Linked DNA regions of Mus musculus: region 2 is linked to region 1. A link is a contact called in public HiChIP or PLAC-seq data. All regions are on one chromosome and are shown on one strand. The core of a region is the stretch at or near the end of the contact, and the rest is flanking DNA. Distances in the headings are between cores, read along the strand shown. Region 1 overlaps Dlgap1 (DLG associated protein 1). Region 2 overlaps Dlgap1 (DLG associated protein 1).

Region 1 (7,160 bases), core at 2,009-4,508:
GTCAGAAGGATATTTGGCTAATCAATAAGTGTCTCGAGCCACTGATAGATTCATAATTGAATAGACTGCGGGGAGGTAGTGGATGCTATGAAAGGAAAGGTGGGTCTGTGGTGGCGTGTTGTATCATGGTGGCAGGGTGGGGCACAATGGTTGAGGATTGCTCACCTTAAAGAAGCTAAAAAAAAAGGGTGGTGGTGGAAGGAGGGAAGGAGAGAGGAGGCAGAGAGACAGACAGAGAGAACAAAGAGTTCTGGGGATGGAGTGCCAGGATCTCCTTCAGGAACACGTCCCTACTAACTTTCCATCGTTCCATTATCTTCTAGTACAGCCACAGGTTGATGACGAAGCCCTCACGCATGAGATGCTGGGGACATTTCTGATCCAACTAGAAATGACTGTAATCATTTCTGATTAAAATGCAGAATCTGATTTTTTAAAAAAAAGTCTATTTACGAGCCTCTATGCATTGCAGGGTGACACATTTCATGGCAACAGCTAAGCAAGTTAGACCTGACTGGTCTCACCTGAGATTGTCCCCACAGCCTGGCCACGCCATTCTTTTGTGTCCCTGAAAGCTAGCTAGCTGGAGCTTCTTCTCCATTTATCCATCGTTGCCTGCTTAGTGCATGAGGGTTTTCTCCAGAAGCTTCCCCGAGCCTCTCTCTTTGCTCCCTCCTTGCAGCGATTCTCCTATCGGTCCCAAGTTCTCTTCCGGGAGCACAGTCATCTTTGATGATTTGAGCCATGCCACTACTCACCTCTAGAATGTAAACCCCATGAGAACAGAGGCTCCCTTTGATCACAGTGGGATTCCTGGCTTCAGCAAGTGCTGGATAAATATTTGTCAAGCAGATGAATTGATTGTCTGATGCTGTTGATAAGGACTCCCTCCTCGACACAGCCTTAATAACTCACCACTATTCTTTTTGCTCATGTGCTGTGCAAACCTGGATTCCCAGCCACAGGAAGTGGGCAAGTATGTGTGACTTATTAATCGCTCAGCTATGGTCTGTGGGCGCAGCTGGTCACCCCCGAAAACTCAGGAAGCCCAGGAAAAGAGGCCATGAGAAGCCCCTGGGAATGTGTGGGTTCGGGGTTGCAAGGGTCAGGTGCAATTTGTGCTATCTCTCATTTATGGTTTTAGGGGAAATAGGGACAGGGGGCTTTCTTGGGAGTCCTGAGAAGTTAGTGGTGGTCAGACTGAAGCACTTCTAAGTTGAAGTTATAACCTGTTTTTTGCTGGGTCAGGAGCTATTTTTCACCCCACATCTACAGCAGAAGGAAGCTGCAATCTCAGGGCCGGGCAAAGCTGCCACTTCCCACAGTAACTGTGCTCAGAGTTTTGTTCACTTCCTCTTGGGGATGCACCTCGACTTATTGTTCCCATAGGTACGGGAAATGTGGCTCCCTTGGAAAGTGGCTCTCTACAGTTTTCCTGCATCTCTTGTCACTGTTTCTATTAGTTACATAAGCAAATGTCTTCATCGATGTCTTTATAACTTCCATTCTATAATTTCAAAGTGTCTTCCTTTATACCTCTCACTCCTCTATACCACACACATACACACACACACAGAACCTGTACACACACCCACACCTGTACACACACACATACACACAGATGCATCCATACACACATATACACATTTGTACACACACGTATACACACATCCATACACATATACGCACACACGTACACAACATTCATACACACATGTACATATACATCCATCCACACATACAAATATACATATCCATCCACACACACAAACACACACATGCATATATACACACAGGCACACACACACATCAGTACACATACACAAACACATGTGCATACACACAGACACACTTGTACAAATACATCTGTACACACACACACACACACACACACACACACACACAACTGTGTAGGGCGTGGAATCCAGAGCCTTGACACAAAAACACAGCTCTCACCTCAAAGGGAATGAGAGTTTATTCTGGAGCCAGCTATGAATGGCCATGGTAGATGCCTCTCTCCAATGTGCTAACAGTTTGATGAAGTTGTTTTTGTTTTTTTTCTTATTTTTCGAGATAGGGTTTCTCTGTGTAGCCCTGGCTGTCCTGGAACTCACTCTGTAGACCAGGCTGGCCTCAAACTCAGAAATCCACCTGCCTCTGCCTCCCAAGTGCTGGGGTTAAAGGCATGTGCTACCACTGCCCAGCTTGATGAAGTTTTTATAGTTACAGAACAAAGTCATAAATCAAGACATTTAAAAAATATATTGGTGAGACTATTAGGTATGACTGCTGAGGGGGATAACTCCGATCTTAGGTGCAATCTGATGGCATTCTTAGCCTCTGGGTTGGAGGAAGCGTGTAGCCTGTTAGAACATTCCAGAAGGATTTACCTGAATAGTCACAAGGGTGTTACAAGGTCAAACATGGGTGGGCAATGAATGACTGTTAAGGGGCTAAAGATTGCCCAAGGGACTTGGGGTCCAGATTCATAGCATCCCGCTTTCCAATATTCCAAGCGTTAACCAAGCTTTGTGGGTCCTCCCTCCCTCCCTCCCTCCCTCCCTCCCTCCCTCCCTCCCTCCCTCCTTCCCTCCCTCCTTCTGTTTCTTTCCTCTCCCCCTTTCTTTCTTTTTCAAAGGCAAGGTTTCACTAAGTAGTCCTGACTGGCCAGGAACTCAGATCTGCTAGTGTCTGTCTCCAACAGGCACGAGCACACTGGGCTAGCCTTGTGGATGCTTTAACACCGTGAGATTCATTTATTTTTCCTGCTTGCTCAGTTCCCATAGGCAGGCGGTCTACCACTGAGTCACACTCGCCACCTGGTTCTGTGGACCCGATGTCTGTAGTTGGAGATAGGGGGAGTCCATCCACTCGCAAAAAAAAGTCTTTGTCTTTTAAGTTGAACACGCTTCACCAGGTCAGAGCTTCGGAGCTGCAGAGATTGCTCTCCTCATTTTCTAATAGCCACGTGTTCTGAACCGGTGCCCGGTGCCACCTCTGATCCTTGCCCCACCACTCCCTCCAGGGTGCACAATACCGCATTTATATCTTTTGAATGTGTACCATTTGAAAGCGCAGGGACAGAAGGCAGATGCAGGCACACCTTTGATCTTTCATCCTTGCGGGTTAAGTGAGGGCAGACACCTGGCAGCTGCGAACTGGAAACAAAATGATGCCTGGGACTGGAATGACCTGAAACGCTGCAGTGGCTGGGCCGCAGGGGCATGGAAGCTGACTCTGTATGCAGGCAGAGGACCTGATCTCGGGTAGCACCTTGAACGACCTGGCTGGGGCTGGCTGGGGCTCAAGGACTTACTAGGCAAGAGGGCAGAAAAGATCCGGCAGCTGCATTAAGCAAAGTCAACAAACTATGCAGAGATGGCAGCTCAGCACCGGTGCCGACGGGCTATTCCGGTGAAAGTGCATTTAGAGTGCTCTTGTTCCTTCGTGGTACTCTAAAGGATTCCTTTTAGGTACAGAGATGTCACAAATGCTTCAGGTTCCCAAGTCCTCGGCGGGACCGTATTGCCCCCTGGCGTCCATGTGCTGTTACTACGTCTTTGCCCAGGAAGCCAGAGCCGTCAATCACATCCATGAAAGGCGGAGCTTCCAGTTTTCCGCACATGGAGAAGTTTGGCAGTACAGGATTGAAAGGCAGTTTTAAACCCTAAGCCAGACCTGGGAGGGAACTTCGGAATTAAAGTTCCTCCTTCCCCACTCTGTGCCTGGCCTTCTGAATGTTCCAGAAGCTTCGAAAAGAAATAAGTCAGATTTGAATCTGCTGGTTTTTAATATTGGTGGTCGTGTGGTTACTGCACCCTGCTTCTTTTCAGTCAACTCAAAAGTGGCCCGGGCTAGAAAACCTTTCCTGACTTCTCTTCAGCGATTGCTTCGTGATAGGTGTTGGATGCCTCTCTGCTGTCAAGCTTCTCCGACTGTATGGGAAGGCAAGGGCATGGAATATTCCTGAACTGCATCTGCAGCCGCTGGGATGAGGCTTCTGTTCAGTAAAAACGTGTCCAGTAATAAACAGTTGCGTACCGTCCACACGGGGCGAAAGCATCAGGGCTTGATCAATACAGCAACCCTACCCAAGGCAAGAAGTCAACTTCTGGGTGGGAAAGAGAAGTGTGTTCATGTGTGTGTGTGTGTGTGTGTGTGTGTGTGTGTGTGTGTGTGTGTATGTGTGTGTACACACAGGTGTGTGAATGCACGTTTGTGTGTGTGGGGTGTCTCCTGGCACCTTCCCTTGTAGCCTGATATTTACATGGGTTCTGGGAATTGAATTTGAGGTCAGCATCTTACTGACAGAACCTTCTCCCAGTCAGTATTTTGTTCTGAACACAGCTATGCTTGCTTTTAGATTTTTTTCTTTTTTAACAACAACAGGCTCTCAGGTAGCCTAGCCTGGCCTCCAGGTCTAACCAAGGCTGACCCTGAACTCCTGATCCTCTGCATCTGCTGTTCATGTCCCGGGATCACAGACATCTGGTCACTGTGCCCTCCCTGCTCATATTACACATTGATTTATTAAACAGCATCATGGCAGAAGGCACGACTCCTGACTGTCAAGGGTTTACATTTTAGAGTCATACTGAGCCAACAGGTACCAATATTGTCTGCTATCCTTGTGACTTTGGGAAAAAAAAAATCACTTGATCTTTTTGTGTCTTTTTCCTCAGCTGTCAAAATGAGGTGGATGCTAGGGGTAGATGCATCCCGGGGCCTCGTAAAGGCTTCATACTCCACAGGCATTGACTAGTGAAGAGAACCATATGGATTTTCTACCAGCAGAGGTTAAAGATATTCAGAATTGGGTTGGGGTTGTAGGTGAGTGCTAGAGTTCTTCCCTGCTATGTGCAAAGCCCTGGGTCCCATCCTCAGCGTGGAAAAACAAAACAAACCCGAATTGTTGAAGGTCAAGGCTCAATCCATTCTATAAGGTATTGTTAAATCCTCGGATGCAGATGACCCGACAGGCAAAGGCGTGTGCTGCCGAACCTGAGGGTTTTGAGTCCCAGGATCAACAGTGGAGAGAACTGTTGTCCTTTGACCTCCACATGCGTGCTGTGGTATAAGTGCTTGAGTGCACACACACATTCACACACACACACACACATGTGCATGCACACACACACCACACACACACACCACACACACACACGCATGTGCATGCACACACACACCACACACACACACATACACACACACACACACACGCACGCACACCCCACACACATACACACACACACACACACACACGCGCACACACACACCACACACACACACATGCATGTGCATGCACACACACACCACACACGCACACACCACACACGCACACACACACACACGCACACACACACGAGCACAGTAACAACAACAGCAACATTTCCAAAGGTGGAGCCATGGCTCAGATGGTAAGACTTCTCCAATGGTAGTGCCATCCTTGAGGCCAGTCAAGGAAGTCCTTCACTGGTACAGATTACTACATTTTGAGTGTGTGCTGGGCCTGGGAGGCTCTGCTCTTCCCCCTCTCCAGGTCACAGCTCCATCTCAGGCCATAGCTGGGCCACTAAGAACACAGATAAAGGATCTATCACTGGCTCCTTTGAAGGAGCAAGCACAGGACATGTGATAATATTGCATAAGCATAAACGAGAACTGGAGACATTTGACCATAGAATTTTTTTCTTGAATCCCCCATCTGCCTAAAAGCAGAGCCTCTCCAAATAGCTTATTCTTTGAAAACCTAGAATTAACTAGGAAAGATGGACCATTATCTGCAGAGAGAAAGCTATACATTGAACAGTTGTTACAAATTACCATCTCTCCTTCATTATCCTAAATGTTCACTTATCTTTGTGTTTTTCTTTTCTTTTTGGTTTTTGTTTTGTTTGACAGGGTCTTACTCTGTAGCTCTGGCTGTCCTGGAACTCACTCTGTAGACCAGGCTGTCCTTGAACTCATAGAGATCTGCCTGTCTCTGCCTCCCAAGTGTTCTACACAGCTGACAGAGCACCCATTGGCTTCCTTAGAATTCCAGTGCATTCCAGCAACCTGACCACTGAGACCTGTCAGCCTGGCTTTCATGTGAGTGTCATACGCACCACCCTGCAGAGAGAGTTCCTTCTTACAGGTTGTGGCAAAGGATTTGCAGGGCAATTGTCATTCTCTGAACTAAACAGAAAGAATGGTGTGTCTTCTTTACAAACACAACCTAGCACGTGATTGTCAGAGCTTTGTGAGAAATTTTATGTGTTTGGCCTGCAGGTATGTCTGTGCACCACATGTGTGCTGGTGCCCAAGAAAGCCAGAAGAGGGTCCCTTGGTTTACTGGCTGTTTCTGTGTGACAATTTGACACAGGCTGGAGTTATCACAGAGAGCCTCCCTTGAGAAAATGCCTCCATGAGATCCAGCTGTAAGGCATTTTCTCAATTAGCAATCAAGGGAAGGAGGGCCCATTGTGGGTGGTGTCATCCCTGGGCTGGTAGTCTTAGGTTCTATAAGAAAGCAAGCTGAGACAGCAAGGGGAAGCAAGCCAGTAAATAACACCCCTTCATGGCCTCTGCATCAGCTGCTGCCTCCAGGTTCCTACCCTGTGTGAGTTCCTGTCCTGACTTCCTTTGGTGATGAACAGCAATGTGGAAATGCAAGCTGAATAAGTAAACCCTTTCCTCCCCAACTTCTTCTTAGTCATGATGTTTTGTGCAGGAATAGAAACCCTGACTAAGACTCTTGGAAATGGAGTTACAGATTGTGAGGAGCCATGTGGGTGCTGGGAATTGAACTCAGGTCATCTGGAAGAGCAACAAGTGTTCTAAAGGCCCAGCCATCTCTCAGAGTTCCTCTGAGTAATTTAAATCTGAGAATCTATAAATGTAAGTCACATTTCTGATTCTACATGCTTTATACAAACCGTGTCTTGATATTGGACAGCGACCATGTAAGCGGAATGTTCCTGTTTTCATCATAAACCAAAAAGATATTATACTTTTCTAAGTGTAGCGAGGTCACCTTAAAAAGAACACCTGTGGGACTTGACAGAAATAACAGCCTCATTCTTCTGGGTCTGTGAAGCCACTGAGCAGATGCTGGCTTTCCCTGAGCTAGGATTTGTCTTGGAAACTTTTCAACCTCCAGGCTTCTGTTCCTCCTGGCC
Region 2 (7,160 bases), core at 3,331-5,830, 72 kb before region 1:
GACAGCCAGGACTATACCGAGAAACCCTGTCTCGAACCCCCCCCCCCCAATGTACCTTTAAAAAAAAAGAATTCTTTTTATTTTATATGTTTGAATGTTTTGCCTATATATATATATGTGTGTGTGTATTATGTATGTATGTGTACTGTGTGCATGTCTGGCATCCTGAGAGGGTATTGGATCCCCTGGAACTAGAGTTACAGATGATTGTGAGCCATCATGTAAATGCTGGGCCTTGAACTTGAGTCCTTTGTAATGACAGCTGGTGTTCTTAACCATTGAGCCATATCTCTAGCACCTTTGGGTGTTTTACTGAAGACACGCTAATAAGCATGGCATGGTACATTTCCTTGGGTAGCTAATAACTGTGCCACTTTGAGAGTTGGCCTGCCAGTTGATTTCCAATGAATGTTTCATATTCAACTTTAAAGGGTTGTGGATTAAGCAAAGTCTGTGCAACATTAAAAATCTCAGACATTCACTTAATTCTTTCTCCTGGATTATCCTGTGGAAGCCAATTAAAACGAATGTTTGCAGTCCATCAAAACATAGAAAGGTCTGAAGAACATGGGGAAGCAGTCATACTGTTGAGGTCTGCCCCCCTAGCATGCCTGCCAGTCATTGACACAGAAAAATGACTTTACTCAGAGCAAGGTCATGCTGATCACACATCCTATTGTGTTCTGTATGTTTTGAGGTTTGTTAATCTTAAGCAAAGCTTTATGTGTAGGACCCATCAAGTTCAAGGTCAATATGAACTATTATGTCTAAAAGGCTTGAGTCAGAGCTGACCACCAGGTGGCACTTCCTGCACCTGTGTATGAACTCACTGTGGCTTGTTTTTTTGTGTTTTTTGGTCTTTTTCCTTTAGAAGCTGATAAAGAAAGATGTTCATTCAAATGCTGTGGCTCAGTCTCTAAATTCTGAGCTGTGGTCCTAATTGATCAGTATTTGTGTGTGTTTGCGTGTGTGTGTGCGTGCGTGTGTGTGTGTGTGTGTGTGTGTGTGTGTGTGTGTGCAATAAACCATCCCTGTCTAATGGAGATTGTTGTTTCTGTAGTTTGTGGATGACTCTTAGACCCAAGTAATGTGAACAAGTTAAGTCAAGTAATCAAAAAAAGAAAGGAGGGGCTGGCGAGATGGCTCAGTGGTTAAGAACGCCGACTGCTCTTCTGAAGGTCCTGAGTTCAAATCCCAGCAACCACATGGTGGCTCACAACCATCCGTAACGAAATCTGATGCCCTCTTCTGGAGTGTCTGAAGACAGCTACAGTGTACTTACATATAATAAATAAATAAATCTTTAAAAAAAGAAAGAAAGAAAGAAAGAAAGGAGCTGGGCTGTGGCGCACACCTTTAATCCCAACACTCAGGAGGCAGAGGCAGGCGGATTTCTGAGTTCGAGGCCAGCCTGGTCTACAAAGTGAGTTCCAGAACAACCAGGGCTGTACAGAGAAACCCTGTCTCGAAGAAAAAAAGGAGAAAGAAAGAAAGAAAGAAAGAAAGGATCATTACGTCAAAAAATGAAAAAAAAAATCCACATTTTCTTCTTGAAAAATGTATGTCAAGGAAAAGGCGTGGCAGTGGTGACACACACCTCTAATGCCAGTGATTGAGAAACAGAGGCAGGCATATCTTTGAGTCTGATGCCAGCCTGGTTTACTAGTAAGTTCCCAGACAGACAGAGCCACACAGAGAAGCCATGTCTCAAAAAACCACACACATAACAACAACAACAACAACAACAACATAAAGATAGTCATACATATCACCATCCAGGCCATTCACATTAGTCTGTCTCACCACTGACTACATCTAGCCCAGTGCTTGGGGGACAGAGGCAGGTGGATCTCTGTGAGTTCAAGGCCAGCCTGCTCTTCATAGAGAGCTCCAGAACAGTCAGGACTACATGGTGAGAAACTTTCTCAACACACAAACACACACACACACACACACATCAAAAGCTGTTGATATGATCAGCTCTTGTTACTTATGTGAGTTGTTAATTCTCCAATGAGCCAGTGTGTGTGTGTGTGGGGGGGGGGGAGTGGGGTAAGTTGTGCAAGTTTGAAAGTCATGTGTGTGGTATGCAAGTTTGAAAGTCATGTTCAGAAGTCTCTTTGGTTTAACAAGAGAGGCAGGAAAATTCTAGTAAAATGTCCCACTCACTTCTTGGCTGTTTCTCTGTTCCTTCAACTTTGTCCCTAAATGCTAAATGCCCCTTCCTGACGTTAAGCTTTCTCTTCAGCTGCCCGTGTGTGACTTGGACAGTGTTCACATCACCACGGCTGACATTTTGGCTGTTCTACTAACACACAAAAAAATCACAACTGCAGAAATATTTAGTCTTCTCTCCCCAAAGATCTCTGATTGCCAGGGGATTGAATTTCCAAATATACTAGTCCGCTTGTGTTCCAGCAGAGCACACTCGCCAGGGAAGGAATCTGCTCCATAGAGAGAAGAGTGGCCCACTTTCCTCTCTGTTTCAGCCACAGAAAACTGTCCTACCAGCATTCTTGAGAGCCATCTCCCTCCCGGCTGTGGATCCGGTAATGGATCCACCTTCTTAAGAAAAATTACTTGGCACTAGATTAATAGACGTTTGCAGTTTAGCCACCCATAAAGAAATAAAAGTTAAGCAAAATGAAAACTGTTGGGGATTAAAGGCGGCGCCTTTGAACTGCAGGGGGGGGACGACGACGACGACACGCACAAGCTGTACTTCCTACCCCTTCAGTCCCATAAGCAAAGGCTTTCTTACTTACACTCAGAACTTTCAAAGGCTGTTCTGCACCACAAAACTGCCCTGTCTCTTTCAAGTGCAGAGTCCCTTGTGGGCAGAGGGCGTGATCAAGTTGTGATTGTTTTAAATTGCTGATAGGGACACAGGAAAGGGGTCACCAAGATTAAACTCTGTGAAGGGGGTAATCCTGAAAGCTGAGCCTGATCTCATAGCTTGCAAACCCCCCCCCCCCCACTTCCCAGTCTTGATGCTCTCCCTGCACGCCCTGCAGGCCCAGTGTGTAATGATTACACTTCTGAACAAGGCCTAGGATGCAGAAAGCCAGCGAAGAGAGACTGGATTAACCAGTGCAGAGGACAATGCCCTGTGTGTTCTGAAGACTGAGTGACAAGCTGCTGACTAGCAGGCAGGGATGGGGCCCTTGTGCCTGTGAAACAAGTGGGTGTTTCTGATGAAAAGACTTTCTACAGTGTTGCCACAATGTTTCTATGTGTAACAGTTTTCAAATGCTCTTACAGGTTCTTGCGCAGAAAGGGGGTGGGGGGCGACACAAAGGAGCAACAGCTAAGCATCGCCATCTTCAGTGTGGTGTGGTGTGGTGTGGTGTGGTGTGTGTGTGAAGGCTGGAGAGTTTGAATCCAGGCCTAAGCAGGAACTAGGTAAGTGCTCACCTACAGCGCTACCTTTCTATGCTGACATTTGTTTGCTGTCTGGACCTGCCTGGCGGTCCAGTGACGTTCAAGCCAAGTGGACATTTTAGGGAGGCAAATTCAGTCATACCAGGGCAGAGGTCGTCCGCCCGCCCCCCCCCCCCCCCCCAGTTTCTGGTCATCCTCTTTAGTCCTTTGCTTCCATAGCACTTGTCTTTCAGAACTAAGTCTGGCGACTAAGTTGAGAATGTGACTCTTAGGCCGTTCTTTCTTCTTAGGGGCTTTTGCACCAAGCTCCTGTCAAGGTTCTTGTGGGATCTGAAAATGTATTCCCCTCTGCCACAGCAGTCTTGGTGATTTGTGAGCTGGCAGCATTTCTGATAAAGACCCAACATAACTCATTATACAAAGTAAAGTACAAAAGAAAGGGGCAGGAGACTGAGGTCAAGCCTCCCTGAAAAATGTACTCTTTCCAGTCAGAGCTTCCAAGTGAAGAGTGGGTGCAAGAGACCAACCTAGGCCCTCTACAGGAGCTCATGGTCTTAACTGCTGAGCTAGTACTTCAGTCTCACTGACATATTTTAGCACAGCTTTGCTTAAGTGAAAGTCATAGTCTCTTTGCTTTCTGAGAACTAAATGATCTTTAAAAAACAAAATATACATGCAAAGAGGAAGAAATGGAAAGAGAGAAAATAGAAGGGAGAGAAGAAAGGAAGAGAGGCAGAGAGGAGGGGAAAAGGAAAAGGAAGGGGTGGGCGGGGGGCGGGGGGGGCTCTCTGTAGAATTAAGGGCCATACATTTGAGGTCAGCTTGGATTTAGGCTGGACTTCAGGCTTTTGAAATTTGAAACCTGTGAAGGGCGCGCCTTTAAAACTCAGGTGCTAGGAACGATCTGATTAGGTTACATCATTGTTAAGCAAAGGAAAGAGAACCGAGAAGGGTGGGTGCTGGTTGTTTGGTTGTTTAAGGAGATGGTATGGAGTGTGTTGAACCCAGAATTTCTAGGAGGGCAAAGCAGGGATTGTAGCCTTAGACTTAAAGTGGCTGTTTCTCGGGCCTCTGTTTCTCAGGCCCCTCTCTTGCTTTTTACTTTTTGTTTTAGTATCTCGTTTAGCTGAGATCACTAAGCGCTCAAATATTTACACCTGTGTAAATATGAAGTCACTTGTGATCAAAGGAGGAATCTCTTATAGTGGCTGTCATTGTGGTCAAAGAGAACGGTGGTGTGGCTTCTCTAGAGCTTGTTCGGCCCAGTCATGAGCCTGCTGTGAGCTCTTTCTTTTATTCTGAAAAATAGGGACTTGGGGCTGGTGAGGTGGCTCACTTGATGACCTAAGTTGGATCCCTGGGAACCATACAGTGCAGAGAACCAACTGATTCCTGTAAGTTTTTAATGCCAAGATATCTTTTTGTATGTTTGTTTATAGTCAGCAAACTCTTACGGTCTAAGTACCAAGCACAATGGGAGGGCTGCAGTAGGAGAAGGGGCAGGGGCTCTCTAAGTGGCAAGTGAAACAGAGCAGGGGAGTTTTTTGTTTGTTTGTTTGTTTTGTAAGTCAAAGTGTCTCTGTGTCAATTCTCTTTCCACAAACATATAGGAAAAGATTCTGACTTTCTTTTCCGTTGAGTGCTCACAGGTCTGAATTCACACAGCATTCACTGTGAAACAAGGCTCATGGTCTGACTAGCACAAGTACTGGAGGAAGTACTTGTGCAGTGAGAAAAACTCTGGGAAGCAGGGCCGTGGCTGGGGAGCTTGGTCACTGGGGCTACTGAAGGTAATTGCTATTCCTTATTCCTCTGATTCTTGTCGGCCTCAGGTGAAGAACTGTATCACGTGTTTCCAGTCCAGTGATGCTCTGCCCAAGCACATGGGACCAAGCAGCCATGAACTGATTCTCCTGAAACCATAAAACAAATCTTTGCTACTTGAAGCCAATCTCTGAGATATTTTGATCAAAGCAACATAAATAAGCAGGCAGACTTAAGTCATACAGAAAATTGGTTTCATGTACTTACATATAATAAATAAACAAATCTTTAAAAAAGGGGGGGGCTAGAGAGATGGCTCAGTGGTTAAGAGCACTGACTGCTCTTCCGAAGGTCCTGAGTTCAAATCCCAGCAACCACATGATGGCTCACAACCATCCATAACAAGATATGACTTCCTCTTCTGGTGTGTCTAAAGACAGCTACAGTGTACTTACATATAATAAACAAATCTTTAAAAAAAAAGAAAGAAAATTGGTTTCAGACGTGGGGTTACTGCTATGACTAAAATCTAACCATGTAGTTTTTTGTTTTTTGTGTTTTTTTACCATGTAGTTCTTAAACCTTTTTTTTTTTAAAGATTTATTTATTGTTATATATAAGTACACTGTAGCTGTCTTCAGACACACCAGAAGAGGGCATCAGATCTCATTATGGGGTTGTGAGCCACCATGTGGTTGCTGGGATTTGAACTCAGGACCTTCAGAAGAGCAGTCAGTGCTCTTAACCGCTGAGCCATCTCGTCAGCCCCAGTTCTTAAACCTTTGAAACTAACTGGTGTGAAGGAGGAATTTGAAAGAGTGTGGATTTGCAGCCTAGAGATTACCAGGAGTAGAGTCAAACTGGCAATTCTGGTAAAAATTCAGAAGACCGGAGTGTTGACAGAAATGTAAAGTTAAGATTATGTTGTGATGTTTCAGATGGGAATGAAGATTCCATTGAGAAACAGAGTAGAAGCGATTCATATTATACTCTGGCAAAGAACTTGCCTACATCTTGTCTTTCTCTAACCCTTTGGGGTAGCTGCAGAGGCTCATGCTGTGATCCCAGTACTTAGGAGGCAGGATGACTCTCACAAGTTCAAGGTCTCTCATTAGTCACAAGTTTAGGACTAGAGAGTAAGATCCTGTCTCAACAAAAACTAAAAGTCCATGGTTCCTGAAGAGTCTAGGGTCATTAAAGAGATGCCACATGGCTTTGCACTGGGACAGCAAGAAAGATGTTTTGGGGGACATTTCAGGAACTTACTAGACCTCATTCATGGCAGATTCAAGAGTAGAAAAAAAGAGCTAGCAAGATGGCTCAGTGGGTAAGAGCACTGACTGCTCTTCTGAAAGTCCTGAGTTCAAATCCCAGCAACCACATGGTGGCTCACAACTACCAGTAATGAGTCTGATGCCCTCTTCTGGTATATCTAAAGTCAGCAGCTACAGTGTACTCATTTATAATAATAAATAAATCTTTGGGGCAGAGCAGGGATAGAGCAAGTGGCGCCAACTGGAGATAGCGGGGTTGACGAGAGCAAGCAGAGGTCCTAAAAATTTGATTCTCAACAACCACATGAAGGCTCACAACCATCTGTTCAGCTACAGTGTACCCATATATGTAAAATAAATAAATAAATAAATAAATAAATAAATCTCTTTTAAAAAGAGTAGAAAGAAAAGTAGTTGTGATGGTTTGTAGATGCTTGGCCTAGGGAGTAGTACTATTAGAAGGTGTGGCCCTATTGGAGTATGTGTCACTGTTTGGTGTGACTTTAAGATCCTCATCCCAGCTGCCTGGAAGCCAGTATTCTACTAGCAGCCTTCAGATAAAGATATAGAACCTTAATGATCATGGACTTGATCCTCTGAAGCAGTAAGCCAGCCCCAATTAAATGTTGTCCTTATAAGAGTTAGCTGCCTTGGTCATGTGTCTATTCATAGCAGTAAAACCCTAACTAAGACAGCAGTCATTTGTGAAGTTTTTCCCTTGCGAAGAGGGGGCCTCTATTA

Evidence for each region. HiChIP or PLAC-seq counts read pairs in DNA pulled down with a chosen protein or histone mark.
Region 2: a contact with region 1 is called in an HNF4G HiChIP or PLAC-seq map of pancreatic cancer cells. The contact joins two enhancer-like sites. A contact is called at or near these places in 2 of 15 datasets of contacts at CTCF or cohesin (CD8 T cells and the NIH/3T3 cell line), 18 of 484 Hi-C or Micro-C datasets (the MC3T3-E1 cell line, Th1 cells, adipose-derived mesenchymal stem cells and 4 more) and 7 of 115 datasets of contacts at active chromatin or transcription factors (embryonic stem cells and pancreatic cancer cells).

The regions. Positions count from the first base shown.
Region 1 is chr17:70,703,544-70,710,703 of GRCm38.p6, reverse strand. All of the region lies in intron 5 of Dlgap1 (DLG associated protein 1), which reads right to left. The region is part of intron 1 of Gm36746 (a long non-coding RNA gene); the gene reads left to right. Among named protein-coding and RNA genes, the nearest start is that of Gm36746, 11 kb to the left of the region's middle. Within about 2 kb of position 3,258, at least 57 of the 459 cell types and tissues checked have an H3K27ac peak or open chromatin away from gene starts, as enhancers often do. A contact at or near this core is called in pancreatic cancer cells, where this site is marked.
Region 2 is chr17:70,777,106-70,784,265 of GRCm38.p6, reverse strand. All of the region lies in intron 8 of Dlgap1 (DLG associated protein 1), which reads right to left. All of the region lies in intron 3 of Gm41609 (predicted gene, 41609), which reads left to right. Among named protein-coding and RNA genes, the nearest start is that of Gm41609, 25 kb to the left of the region's middle. Within about 2 kb of position 4,580, at least 46 of the 459 cell types and tissues checked have an H3K27ac peak or open chromatin away from gene starts, as enhancers often do. A contact at or near this core is called in pancreatic cancer cells, where this site is marked.